Linked DNA regions of Sus scrofa: region 1 is linked to region 2. A link is a contact called in public HiChIP or PLAC-seq data. All regions are on one chromosome and are shown on one strand. Each heading gives the region's core, a stretch centred on a gene start, on an enhancer-like site or on the middle of the called end of the contact. The rest is flanking DNA. Distances are from core to core; before and after follow the strand shown.

Region 1 (6,409 bases), core at 2,425-4,924, 120 kb after region 2:
GGGACAACATGATGAGCCATTTTTTTTTCTTCCCCCTGAAACTGAATAAGCTGCAAAGTTGTCTGTAGAACAGGAGTTGTCTGAGTCCTGAAGATGCTTAGTTCAGGTTGTGATTACAAAAATGCCACAGATGCGGTGGTTTAAACGACAGGTATTTATTTCTGGTCCTTCTGGCGATTGGGACATCCAAGATCAGCGTGTGGGCAGATCCACTGTGTAGTAATTCCTGGTTTTTAGACGCCGCCTTGTCCTCACAAGGCGGTGAAAGAGAGAGAGGAAGAAAGAGAGAAAAGCAAGTTCGCACGTGTCTTTTTTTTACAAGGGCACGAAAGCCCTTAAAAGGCTCCACCCTCATGACCTTATCACTTCCCCAAATCCCCACCTCTTAACTGTCACATTGGGAGTTAGAGTATCAACATACAAATTTTAGGGGGACCAAGCATTGAGCCTATAGCAGGTGCCTTTTCCTGGGTTATCATTTCTTAGTATCTTCATCGTGGGCCTTGTGGCCAGGTACCCGTGTCCAGAAGAAGCCTGGCCCTTTTCTCTGGGGCTTATGTGCTGGCTTTCTCTAAGGTAGCTGAAGGCAGGAACATTCTGGGGCCTTCCAGGTAGCTGCCAATTGTCCAAGGGGCCATGCTACCCCTTTCTTTCTTTTTCTTTTTTTTTTTTTTTTGGCTTTTTGCCTTTTCTAGTGCCGCTCCTGTGGCATATGGAGGTTCCCAGGCTAGGGGTTGAATCGGAGCTGTAGCTGCTGACCTACACCACAGCCACAGCAACGTGGGATCCGAGCCGCGACTGCAACCTACACCACAGCTCAAGGCAACGCCGGATCCTTAACCCACTGAGCAAGGGCAGGGATCGAACCCGCAACCTCATGGTTCCTAGTCGGATTCGTTAACCACTGCGCCACAATGGGAACTCCTATGTACCCCTTTCTGTTGGGGCCCTGGGACAGGGCATCTGCTGATGGTGGGGTGAGCAGCTAGGACTGGGGAATTGATTAAGTGACTCTGGGTAGCATTACATCCAGGTCACTGGGTCCTGGGCCACTCTCCCCATTGACCCTCTGCCCCCATCTTCATGTTTCTTTCCGCCTTCTGCAGCCTGTGTCTGTGGCTGTAGTTTTTTGGTTGCCTAGGAACCATTTTAGCCTGAAATGTGATTGGCTGTTCCTGCCAGATGGGTTGCCTGAGCTGGGGCAGTGTTCCGGGGTAAGGATGTTGAACAATTCCGTCCTTTTCCCCTCAGATTAAGGATGAGGACTTAGGCATTGCAAGCAGTTGTTGCATGAAAACCGTGCTTGTGTGTCAGGTTGGACCGGGGTCTGGGGGAAACTGGTTGGCCGTAGGAACGGACTCAGAGCTGCTCATAGACATTCATTCTGCGTCGCAAGCAGGGGCTTGGATGACACTGGCTCTGTTTATATTTACAGATTCACTTAAGCAGTTGTGTCTAGAGAGCGGGTAGGTGCCGTTTGCCTTCACCAAATGTGGAAACAGAGCAGGATGCTGCGGAGTCGAAGCTGAGAGTGAAAAGCTCTTCCTCTTAGTCTCGCTGAGTAGACTCAGGTGGTTTCCAGTATAGAAATATTACATCCACTGCTCCTATGAAGAGGCAGGATTTTTATAGGTAAGGAGGCTGAGGTCCCCGCGTGGCTTGAATCAAGGGATCAGCAAACTTTTTACAAAGGGTCAGATAGTAAACCCATTAGGCTTTGTAGGCTGTACCGTCTCTGTTGCAACAACTCAACGTTGCTGTGAGAGTGAAAGCAGCGGTAGACAGTGGTTGAGCCTATCAGTGTCCCAGTGAGGTTCGAGTTACAAAAACAGGGAGTGAGTTGTACTTTGCTGGCACCTGATCCTTCAGGCCTTGGACCCGTGTCCCCTCCCCTCACAATCTCATGGCCATTTATCCACGCAAGGGTCCTCAAGTCTTTGGCCTGGCCACCTTCTTTGTTTATTTTTCTCTAAGACATCTGACCATGGATTTAATTACTATTATGTATGGAGAATGCTCCGATTTATCTTCATCCCTCTCATCTGAGAACCACATATCCAGCTGCTGACTTTGTTTTTCCTCTTGGGTTTCTCATGGAGCACTCAGGCTTAATGTGTCCAAAATGGAACTGATGACCTTGCTTATTTCAAAAACAAACAAACAAACCCCCAAAAAGCATATAAAGGAAGCCAGTCCCCACCCCAGCTCCCCATGTGAGCACATGGCGCCCTACCCCCCAGCTGCTCCGACTAGAAACCCGATAGTCAGGTTTTGCCTTCGCCTTTTCCTTCGTCTCCCTTCTTCCTGAAACAGTTCAGATTATGGTTCTTTCCAGTGTCTGCGTTCCATTGCTTTTAGTCTAAAATCCAAATGCCCGTCAGAGCCTACGGGCACACTGGTCACTTGTGTTCTTTGAACAGACAGTGCCCATGTGCCCCAGAGCCTTGGCACATGCTGTAAGCTGCCCAGAAGGCCTTCTGCTCCAGGCTGGCATGGCCGGCTGCTTCTCCAGCTTCGATTCACAGCAGGTTGTCCTGCCTTTACTCTCCAGTGCTGTCCAGTAGAATCTTGATGATGGAAAGTTCATATAATCTGCATTGTCCCGTAGGATAGCCACTAGCCACACCTGGCTGTTGAGTACTCTAAATGTGGGTAGTACATTTGATAAACTGAAAATCTTTTTTTTTTTTCTTTTCTTTTTTTAAATGGCCAGACCCTTGGCATATGGAGGTTCCCAGGCCAGGGACTGAATCTGAGCTGCAGCTATGGCTACGCCAGATCCTTTTAACCCCCTGCGCTGGGCCAGGGATCAAACCTGTGCCTGCGCAGTGTCTCCAGCTGCTGCAGTAGGAGTCTTGAGCCGCTGCAGTAGGATTCCTAACCCACTACATCACAGCAGGAACACCAAGAAACTGAATCTCTCTCTCTCTTTTTTTTTTTTTTTTTTTTTTTGCTATTTCTGCGGCCGCTCCCATGGCATATGGAGGTTCCCAGGCTAGGGGCCTAATCCGAGCTGTAGCCACCGGCCTACGCCAGAGCCACAGCAACGCGGGATCCGAGCCGCGTCTGCAACCTACACCACAGCTCACAGCAACGCCGGATCCTTAACCCACTGAGCAAGGCCAGGGACCGAACCCACAATCTCATGGTTCCTAGTCGGATTCGTTAACCACTGCGCCACGACAGGAACTCCATGAAACTGAATCTTTAATTGTATTTAATTTAAATAAAAATAGTCGTGCATGGCAAGCTCCGCATTATCATTCTTTTGTTTGAATTCTTCAGAAAGCTCAATACGACGTGTAGTTATTTGCTTTGTCTCTTTAACTGTTCTCATTGCAGTGTGAGCTGTAAGAAGACGTTCTGCTTGTTTATGCCCATGTCCCCCATGCCTAGCACAGGGCCTGGCACATGCTAGGTGCTCAGCAAATATTTCTTTGAATGAATGCATGTGTGAATGGATGAATTACTAGCAAAAAGAATCCTAGGCATATCTGCTCCACACCGAGCTATGCTAAGAGGCCTGGCGGTCGAGGATTTGGAGGGGCAGGGAGAGGCTTGGCTGGACCCCTGGCATTAAGGTTCTGTGTGACTTGACCCACAGCCAGTTCAGAGCTTGGCCTGCCTGTCGCCACCGTGTGGCAGCGCAGGATCCTGCGGGTGCCCTGGGTTAAAGGAAGCAGGTCCCTGCCCAACTGCTCCTTCCGCGTGTCCCAGAATGCATTGCAAGCTGCAGGTTGCCCAGGTAACTGTTGGAGCCCCTCCCCTTCTCAGGCACAGCAGCCCCCTCCCTCCCCTCCTGGAGAGTTTGCTCCTCTGAGACATCGATTTTTTTTTTTCCCCTAAATTTCTGTGCGCCCGAGGCTGCCTCTCCATCGCTTAGCTGGTCTCTCCTCCCCACCTGCATCTCCTTGGCCGAGGAAGCTGCTCCTTGCTGGGTAGATAAGGCGGTGGGCTGGCAGTGCGGAGGCTTAGGGGGAGGCTGGGGCAGTGCTGTGAGCAGCAAATTACCTTTGTTCTCTCGTTCTTAGCCCTCTCCTGGCTCCTGGGGCCCGGAAGGTGGGCCTTCTGCACAATGCATCTCCTGGCTGTGCAGTAAATTACCTGTTGAAGAGGTGGACTTCCTGCGGGTTTTGTACCTGCCAGCCCTCCTTATTTAGAAGGGCTGTTTCCTCTGCATTTGCAGCTTTCACTGTTTCCTCCGCTTTCTCCTTAAATGGAAGCAGCAGCAGCTACTGGCTCTGGGCCGGCGATGGTGGGGTGGAGGCGGGGGTGGGGGCGGGCAGCCCTTCTGCCCAAGGTTTGCTCCAGTCCTGCTAAGAGGCAGATCCTAGCAGCTCTATGGCCTTAGGGGGCTGATGGCTGGGCCCAGTTTGCCGTCAGCATCCCAGCTTCATTTCCTTCAAGGTGTTTGTGGAGCTCCAGCGTCTGAGAGTTTTAGAGCTGCAAACATCAGGATTTTGGATATTCCCAAGGGCTTTCTCTTAACGGAAAGTTCGTTCGAAATCCCAGGAGCACATCAGTTCTGAAATAGCACCCAGACCTGTCCTGCTGGTCATTACTCAAACTGTGTCAGGTCGTCATTTTAATCTTTTCCCTTTAACTTTCAATTTGCTAAAAAATATATTTAGATACACTGTGTCATTTGGTAAAGCTTCAGTCAGAGGTGTCCTCCCAGGGCAGAGACATAAACAGCTTACATGGCATTTTCTCTCCCCAGTGAGGAAATGTAGTGGGTAGTCTATTTGGGGATGAAGATGACTGACAAGGAGCTCCTGCTGTGGCGCAACGGGATCGGCGGCGTCTCGGCAGCACCAGGACAAGGTTCGATTCCCGGCCCGGCCTAGTGGGTTGAAGGATCTGGTTTTGCTGCAGCCTGCAGCTCGGATTGATCCCTGGCCTGAGAACTCTATATGCTGCAGGGCAGCTAAAAAGAAAAAAAAAAAAGACTGACAAGGCCCTTCTTAGTCCAGGCCCTTCCTTGAGTCTTAGCTTAGGTCTGTGCCCTAAAGGGCCTTTAAAAAAATTTTTTTTTTTTTTCTGATTCTTTTCATCATCTCAGGGATGTTCTAGAAGTCACTTTCCAAGGGAAGCGGGTGTTTCCTGTCTTGGGGAGTGAGGGGTGGCTGAAATTCGTCTTGGTTGAAGCTTGACATTTATTAAGCGTCTCTGTGTTGTTGCTGGGGGAGCACGTCACCCTGAGATTTGCCAATCTGGATGCCACCCAGGCAGTTGTGTGCTTTCTGCAGGTGCCCCCCCCACAATATTTTAATGGGGCTCAGATCTGGGTCTCTGGGACCTCAGTCTGGATCAAAGGGGCCTCCAGCTTCTGAGAGTTACTCTTCTTTGCCGGTTCATCAGGGCCCCAGTGGAACTTGCTAATTGTTCATTGTTCTGCTTTAAAGGCACTGTCTGGAAGTATTTTCCCTCCAGGAAGAAGGCAGGAGAGGCTGGCTTGACTTTAGGGAAAACATCTGCACCCATGTAGGTCTTGCGTGGAATTTCCCGGCCCAAGTTTGTTTGGAGAGGATCCTGTGACTGTTCATTTCCTTTAATGCTCCAGGGGAGAAAGATTGGCCTTGAGGATGCTCCCCTGGAAGGCACACAGCTGGGGATGCGAGCTCTTCCCTCTCCGCATTGGTGTCTCCAAGGAACCCTGCTCCCGGGGGAGAAGGAAAAGGCAGAAGTGCCCCCAGGCTGTGCAAGAGGCAGCTGCAGGGGAGGGGGTGCAAGGGTCCAGCTGGACTCTTTGGTATTCAGAGTGTGTCTCTTCCTTTAAAGGGCTTTGCCTGTGGCCTCAGCTCGACAACTTTGCTGGCAGATGAAAAAGCAAAACTTCAGAAGTTCCTGTTGTGGCTCAGTGGGTTAAGAACCCGATGTTGTCTCCGTGAGGATTTGGGTTCGATTCCTGGCTTCCCTCAGTGGGTCAAGGATTTGGCATTGCTGCAAGGTGCAGCATAGGTCACAGATGTGCCTCAGATCTGGCGTTGCTGTGGCTATGGTGTAGGCCAGTACCTGCAGCTCTGATTTGACCCCTGGCCTGGGAACCTCCATGTGCTGTAGGTGCAGCCCTAAAAAGACAAAGACAAAGAAAAGAAAAGAAAAGCCAAACCTTCAAACTGACCTAAAGAAAAAGGGGGAGGGGGAGAGATACATTAAGAGTTTGTGCTTAGGGTGTTCCTTCCTGTCGTGGCTCAGTAGCAATGAATCTGACCGTGAGGACACAGGTTTGATCCCTGGCCTCGCTCAGTGGGTTAAGGATCCGCATTGCCGTGAGCTGTGTGTGGTGTAGGTCGCAGACTTGGTTGGGATCCTGTGTTGCTGTGGCTGTGGTGTAGGCCAGCAGCTGAAGCTTCCATTCGACCCCTGGCCTGAGAACCTCCATATGCTGCGGGTGCGGACCTAAAAC
Region 2 (6,997 bases), core at 2,000-4,499:
TGGCACCTCCTGGCAGGTGGGCTGCTCTCGAGGAGCACAGAGCAGCCTTAGTCACTAAAATGCATAGCAGTGACGCACCGCCAGGCCCAGGCCCCTCCTTCTTGATAACCCCTTTCCTGCAGGCATTAGACGTGTTGATTCCAAACGAAAAGCCACACATATGAACCAACGTTGTGGACGGTGGCCGGCTTGAGGGCAGAAGGTCAGCAGAGTGTCAAGGGGACACTGAGCCAAGGGGAGCCTGAGCCGTCTCCAGGAATGTCAAGGTCCTACCTGTGTGTCCTCCTTGGAACAGAGGTAGAGGTGACCTTGTAATGAGAGTAGCCTCCATCCAACGGTCCTTCTGGGGTTTCATGCATTGGGACTGGTATGGAAGGGTTTATGGTGAAATACGAGCCCTGGCAGCCCACAGTCCCAACTCCTGAAAGCGGGCATGACCGCCGTTCAGTGTTCTTTCCTGAGTGTTCAGTTCTGGGGAGCCCTCCAGAGGGCCCCTGAGCCCCGGGCACGTGGATTCCAGAGCACAAGGGCAACACCCATCCCTGCCCGCATTGCCTCTGAACTTCCCCTTAGCCGTGGGGTTGTCATGACACCCATTTATGACTCTGACAGCTGGGGAGGGAAAGAAGACATTCAATCCTATTGTTATAATGGCCCACTTAAAAATATCTGATTGTGAATAAGAAAACTCTTTTAAAGCAGTTCCATTGTCTGCGTGTTTCTGCAGTTTAAGTCGCGGGGGTTGGGGCTGGGTGGAAGGATTTTCAATTAGAGGCATGTCGAGAAGACAGGTGTAAAGACACCTGACCCTGGATGTTCAGGAAGGCTGTCCAGGGAGCTGAAGGATGAGCAGGAAACGGGATCAGGAGGATCGTGAGCAGGTTGGTGCCACCACTCAGACCTCATCAGCACAAGTCTTTCTGGCCCTGGCTCAGGGTCCAAGAGGCAGCTGGGCTGGAGGTTCATTCCGGAAGGCGACCTCAGCCCTGTGGCTTCAGAGTGTGGAATTCTCTGACATCCCAGGAACAGAGGACCAGGAGGACGGGAGAATCTGTGCTATGTGAGCCATTCCTGGGCATGTTTTTGCAGGCTGAGGGCAGCTGTGGCTCAGGCACTGTGTGGTTATTATTTTGCTTCTAGATAAATGGTCCAGAGTATGGGTGTGTGTTGTTTAAATGTTGGGGGCCCCAAGTTCAACTTGGAGATAGCTTCCCTATTTCCCCAGGAACCCCAGGAGCTCAACATTACAACAGCCTTAGACCAGCACTGGCAGAACAGCATCTTCTAATAGCCTATGGGCAGTAGATGGCACTTGGGATGGTTTAACTGGGTTTAATGAGAAAGAAATTGAACAAAGACAATTAAACAGCATGAAGTCAATGCCAATAACAGTGGAGAAAGCTCCTTTATTATGACGTCTGATCGCCCAGCCCAGAGGGTTGGTGCTAATTTTCGCTGGAGTGATTATTCAAGTTTGTGAACTGCATGCTCCAGGTTTGGCCAGATGCATTTTCTGAAGAATCTGATTAACTGTTTCAGCTCTAAGCTGAGATAGGCACTGGGGCTCTTAGTTAATGAGTTCTGAATCGGTTTTGTTTATATAATCATAACAACAAGCATATATGAGCATCTGCTATGATCTAGCCTTGTGCTACATGCATTATTTTAATTATCCTTAGAAGCAACCTTGTAGGAGTTCCCACTGTGGTGCAGTGGGTTAAGAATCTGACTGCAGTGGCTTGGGTAGCTTCGGAGGCACAGGTTCAATTCCTAGCCCACTGTAGTGGTTAAGGGTCTAGCGTTGCTGTAGCTGAAGCTTAGATTCAGTCCCTGGCCTGGGAACTTCCAGATGCCTTGGGTGTGGCCATTAAAAAGGGGAAAAAAAAAACCTTGTAAATATGATCCCTTTTTTCCAAATATGATACTGGAGGGACAGAGCCTGAAGGCTTATGGCTAAATAAACACTAAACCTTAGCTTTGAACCACTATACCTAGCTTCCTGCACTCTTCTTTTCACATCAAGCCTCAGGCTGCTTTAGCATGAAAATAATAGACATGGGAATTCTGGAGGATCAGAAAATAAGGTTTTATCTGCATTTCAAGTACAATCAAGCAGAAAAAAAAAATCACAGGACATTATAGGCCATCCTGACAACACCAACTCTTTGAGTAAGTGACTTGCTTCCACTTGGATGGCCTTTTTTTTTTTGAAATTTTTTTGGCCTATTGACAAAGTGCTGTCATCACCCACTGAGGCAGGCAGGCCAGTGACTGGGGTCCCCATTTTATAGACAAAGAACTTGTTTCCAAAAGGTGAAATGATTTGGGTTTTCTGACCCCATCCAGTCCTCTTTAAATCATGTTTTTCTAAAATGTTAAACACACACAGGACCAATATCTTTTAATCATTTTTTAAAAGTTTTATTGAAGTAGAGTTGATTTACAATGTTGTGATAATTAGACATTAATATTCAGCAGTGTTTTTGAAGCCTCATAGGTTTGCCTTTCCCCATGGACTCAAGACGTCAGAACATGTCAACTCTGGCATCTTTGAGGTCCTGGTCCTTTGAGGGTTTTGATCACTTTGATGGAGATGCTTTTGAGGAAGGGGAGAGAAATATCATTTATTGACTGTTATCTCTCGTTCATTCACTAAACTGTAAGGTCCATGAGGGGAGGAACCATGACTCTTTTATTCTCATTAAACCCTTTATTTGGAAATATTTTCCGACTTACAGAAAAGTTGCAAAGATAGTACAGAGAATTTTACTCTTCCCCCGTCTTCCCCCCACATTAGTATTTTACATCGTATCTTTTTAAATCTTCTGTGTCAACCTTGAACCTAGGCTCCGCCAGCCCTTCCTAGAGGGGAGGCAGAATCGCCAAAAGCCCAATGCACACCCAATGTTCTTATCTGGTCCACCTTTTAAGGGAAGAGTGGGGATTCAAACCCAGCTCTCTCGGACTCCCAAGCGTGCTCATTTTTCCTACCCTTTGCTCTGTGTCACATGAGAAAGGGTTCCATTCGGGGAAGCCTAAAATGCCACCCTGTGGCCTCCCTTTTCTTGGCCTGACAAAGTGTCCGCTAGAGGAGCAAGTGAAACGAAAGGTTTGGGATGATCCAGCAGAATTGGTCCAGGCATTTGTTTCCCCTTGACAGGGAAGAGGGCCCAGCACAGAACACGTGTTCTCCTCCTCCATATTTGGCAGCCTGGCAGTTGCTTCCGAAACCCGACTCCCAATGCCATGGGGATGACCTTTGGTCTACTTCCCAGCATTCACCTGCAGTCCTCACTGCTCCCAAGAAGCTCATTCCAAGAGTGGGCGATTTGGCAAAGACTCGCTGGTCCTGATCTAACCATGTTAATTAAGCCTCTTGACTGGCATGACCAATAAGCAGTGGTCCAGAGCGATGGGGCATACCGAAGAGGTAAGGCCGGGGGGATTTTTCTTCTTTAATGGTGAAACACTTTAGCTCTTGATAAAGTATATTTTCTCAGGATGGGAAAGTTGCCATGACTGTTTGAAGATTGTTTTAAAATAGACCCAGGGCTCTGGAGTATTCCTGAGCCAAACAAAGGCTGTTTGTTGACTCAAGCCGTGGCAGCAAAGGCAAGATTTGAAGAAGCAACTGAACAAGTCAGTTTGTCACATGGAGAACTGCCAAATTTTTTTTTTTTTCCTAGCCTGCTATTTGCCAGCATAAGGGGTAACTTTAGAAATGCATGCTGTTTTGTAGTAACGCCTGTTGACACAACAGACCCCTTGGAGTTTGTAAGCAGCAGGGCTTCGAACTGATGCTAGGACAGGGATACCGGACAGGGATACTCGAAGGTCCTGTAGGATGCGCGGCAGAAACCAGAGCTCTAAGGACCAAGAGTGCTTCCCTTGATGTGCACAAGTGGCTGCAGACTAAACAGAAATAATCTATTTTTCATACATTCAACAAATATCTGTGGAATGCCTCTCGGTGCCAGGGGCTATTCTGGGCATTGACTCTGGGCTTCTGTACCAAGTGTCCAGTTGTTTTAGTTCCTCGGAGCATGGCAGGAAGATGGCAGGAATCATAGGCAATTATTTCCACTGCCTGGTGAGGCAGCGCAAGGTAGGGGTCAAGGGCACAGATTCTGGAGCCAAATGATCTGGGTCCAAGTTCTGGCGTCACCATTTCTAAGCTGTGTGATTTGGGGCACGTAGCTTAACCCCTCTGGGCTACGTGATCCTGGTAAAATAGGGTTGTCGTAAGGATTGAATGAGTTTAAATATGTAAAGCATTGAAAAGCAAAAGAGGAGCTCCCCTCGTGGCTCAGCGGTTAGCGAACCCGAATGGCATCCATGAGGATGCCGGTTCGGTCCCTGGCCTCGCTCAATGGCTTAAGGACTTGGCATTGCCTTGAGCTGTGGTGTAGGTCTCAGACTCGGCTTGGATCCCGAGTTGCTGTGGCTGTGGTGTAGGCCAGCGGCTACAACTCTGATTGGGTCCTAGCCTGGGAACCTCCATATGTGGCGAGTTTGGCCCTAAAAAGACAAAAAGACCAAAAAAAAAAGAAAAGAAAAAGATTCCCCTGCTCTCCACTAGCTATCAAAAGGAAAGCATTCCTGGGAAATCTTTAGCAAGCTGAAATGCCTTAAAGGGAAGAAGCAATACCCCAGGACACTTCCTAAAGATTGCGCAAAATAGATCAAAATAAAGCACAGATGCTCACAGATGCAGTTCAAAGCTATGGTGGCTTGATGCTGAGATGTTGAGTGTGGTTCCTGGGGCAGGATCTTGGCCAGCCCCCTCTTGCTGCTGTTGGGGGTCCACGCTGCCTCTAGGCGAGCTTCACTGCAAAACAAATGTTGAATGCTGTTTTTGCTTTTTGTCTTTTTTTCATAAAAGCAAAAATCATCTTGGAATTTCTTGTGGTTAGGGAAAACTGGTACTAGTACAGATCTTTCATAAAAGAGAAGTGCTATAAAGCAAACTTGAAAAGCAGGGTTACCTGGGCTTGGCACATAGAACATGCTTAGAGCAATAAGTTTGCTACACACCAGAATATGTGCTCTGTGGGTGTTGGGTGTTATTATTACTTTGCAAAGAGTATTGACTTTAAGACTGCAATCCAATACCCAACCCTCGGTTTCTCATCTGCAAAATGGAAAACACTATTTTCCCTGCCTGCGTAGCACCCAGGGATTTTGTGAGAAGCAGAGGATGTGACATAGCTTTGCAAAGTGCAGTGTGTGTTTCCTGAGGCCTTTATTTTAACTCCATCCTCGTGTGTTTTTGCTGTAGAGAACGGCTATTCTTCTGGAAGATTAGCTTTCTGTTAGGAGAAGAGGCAGGACTCAAAAGTAAGAGAAGCCTACCCTATTTCTCCCTAAAGACAAATCTAAGCCCTTGTTGTATTTCCTTTGCCCGAGGAAATTTAGCACGTGGTCTCCCCGACCCCCCCACCATTTGGCTACAGCAAAGATCTGCCTCTGTCTGGGCTGTTAGACACATCAGTAATTTCCAGAATTACTTTAAAGTAACCTCGATCAGGGAATAAAAACTGGGAGATCTATCTGTTGAATTATTTGCAGACAATGTGGTGATAGAAAGGAAGCCTGGTCCACGGGAGGTGTTTGGAGCTGAGGCCGCCTGCCTGGCAGTTAGACACGTAGGAATTGGCTACGATTTTAAAAATGCAGGACCCTGATGTGAAAATGTCACTCACTCTCTATGGTGATTCTGGAGTTATCATAGTGAAAAAGGTTATTTAAATAGAAAGTTGTCCTTATTATAAGATTTACAGCCCCTTTATTTTTTAATTTTTTAATTTAATTTTATTTTTTGTCCCCTTTTTTTTAGGGCTGTACCCACGGCATATGGAAGTTCCCAGGCTAGGGGTCGAATCTGAGCTGTAGCCACCAGCCTACACGCAGCCACAGCAACGTGGGATCCGAGCCGTGTCTGCAACCCACACCACAGCTCACAGCAATCCTGGATCCTTAACCCACTGAGCAAGGCCAGGGATTGAATCTGCGTCCTCATGGATGCTAGTCAGATTTGTTTCTGCTGAGCCACGAGGGGAACTCCACCCCCTTTATTTTTAATGAATTCATTTCTTTTTGGCCATGCCTGAAGCATGCAGAAGTTCTTGGGCCTGGGATCGACCCCAAGCCACAGTGGGGACAATGCCAAGTCCTTAACCTGCTAGGTTGCCAGGGAACTCCCATAGCAATAATTTTAAATCGGGCATCCAAAAGTAATAACACTGTGTAGATATCCTTCCTCAGATGAGTCAGGAACACTTCGGCGACTGAATTGACGGTGATTTGAGGCTGGTACGGTCTTGCCCCTGCCCTATGGACGATGGTCTGAATTCACAGATCAGGAGACTGAGGCCCCAGCACAGGGCAGGGGATCTCATTCCAGGGCGTGGTTCAGCCAGCAGGGACATTGGGCCAGCCTAGGGTCCGAAGGCCCCCTCAGCTGAGGAGCCAGCCCAGCCGTCTGTCTCCACTGAAGGTGTCCAGCACGGAGGCCTTTCCCTGCCTTTGTGGTCAGAGGGAATCGGGTCCATCCAGACGCCGCTGCGACGGATCTCGGCCAAATCCTTACCCTCCCAAAGCCGCTGCTCTAAAACAGGGACACAGGCAGCCTCCTCCTCCTAAGCTTGTGGTGAAGATTCCACGGACAGCTGCTGGCCTGGTGCCTGGCCCTTGGCCAATGTTCAGTAAATGGAAGCTCTTACTATTGTTGTGCTGTTATTTTCCCTCCCTTCTGTCTCAGCAAAGGTGAATGAAGATTTTCTCCTTGTGCTATTTTGTTAGCACAGGAATGTATGAGCCCCTGAGAGCTGAAACATTTTTTTTTTTGGCCATGCCCTTGGCAGCGGAAGTTCCTGGGCCAGGGATTGAACTCACGCCACAGCAGTGATCCAAGCCACCACAGTGACAACACTGGATGCTTAACCCACTAGGCCCTGAGGGAATTCCTTGAAGCTGTTTTTTTATTTTGTCTTGTTTG

Evidence for each region. HiChIP or PLAC-seq counts read pairs in DNA pulled down with a chosen protein or histone mark.
Region 1: an H3K27ac HiChIP or PLAC-seq map of skeletal muscle shows a contact between it and region 2. The contact joins two enhancer-like sites. A contact is called at or near these places in 2 of 47 Hi-C or Micro-C datasets (both in embryonic fibroblasts) and 1 of 2 datasets of contacts at active chromatin or transcription factors (skeletal muscle).

The regions. Positions count from the first base shown.
Region 1 is chr14:131,774,122-131,780,530 of Sscrofa11.1, forward strand. All of the region lies in intron 1 of TACC2 (transforming acidic coiled-coil containing protein 2), which reads left to right. Among named protein-coding and RNA genes, the nearest start is that of TACC2, 7.3 kb to the left of the region's middle. Within about 2 kb of position 3,675, at least 21 of the 83 cell types and tissues checked have an H3K27ac peak or open chromatin away from gene starts, as enhancers often do. A contact at or near this core is called in skeletal muscle, where this site is marked.
Region 2 is chr14:131,652,687-131,659,683 of Sscrofa11.1, forward strand. No RefSeq gene overlaps it. Among named protein-coding and RNA genes, the nearest start is that of NSMCE4A, 47 kb to the left of the region's middle. Within about 2 kb of position 3,250, at least 18 of the 83 cell types and tissues checked have an H3K27ac peak or open chromatin away from gene starts, as enhancers often do. A contact at or near this core is called in skeletal muscle, where this site is marked.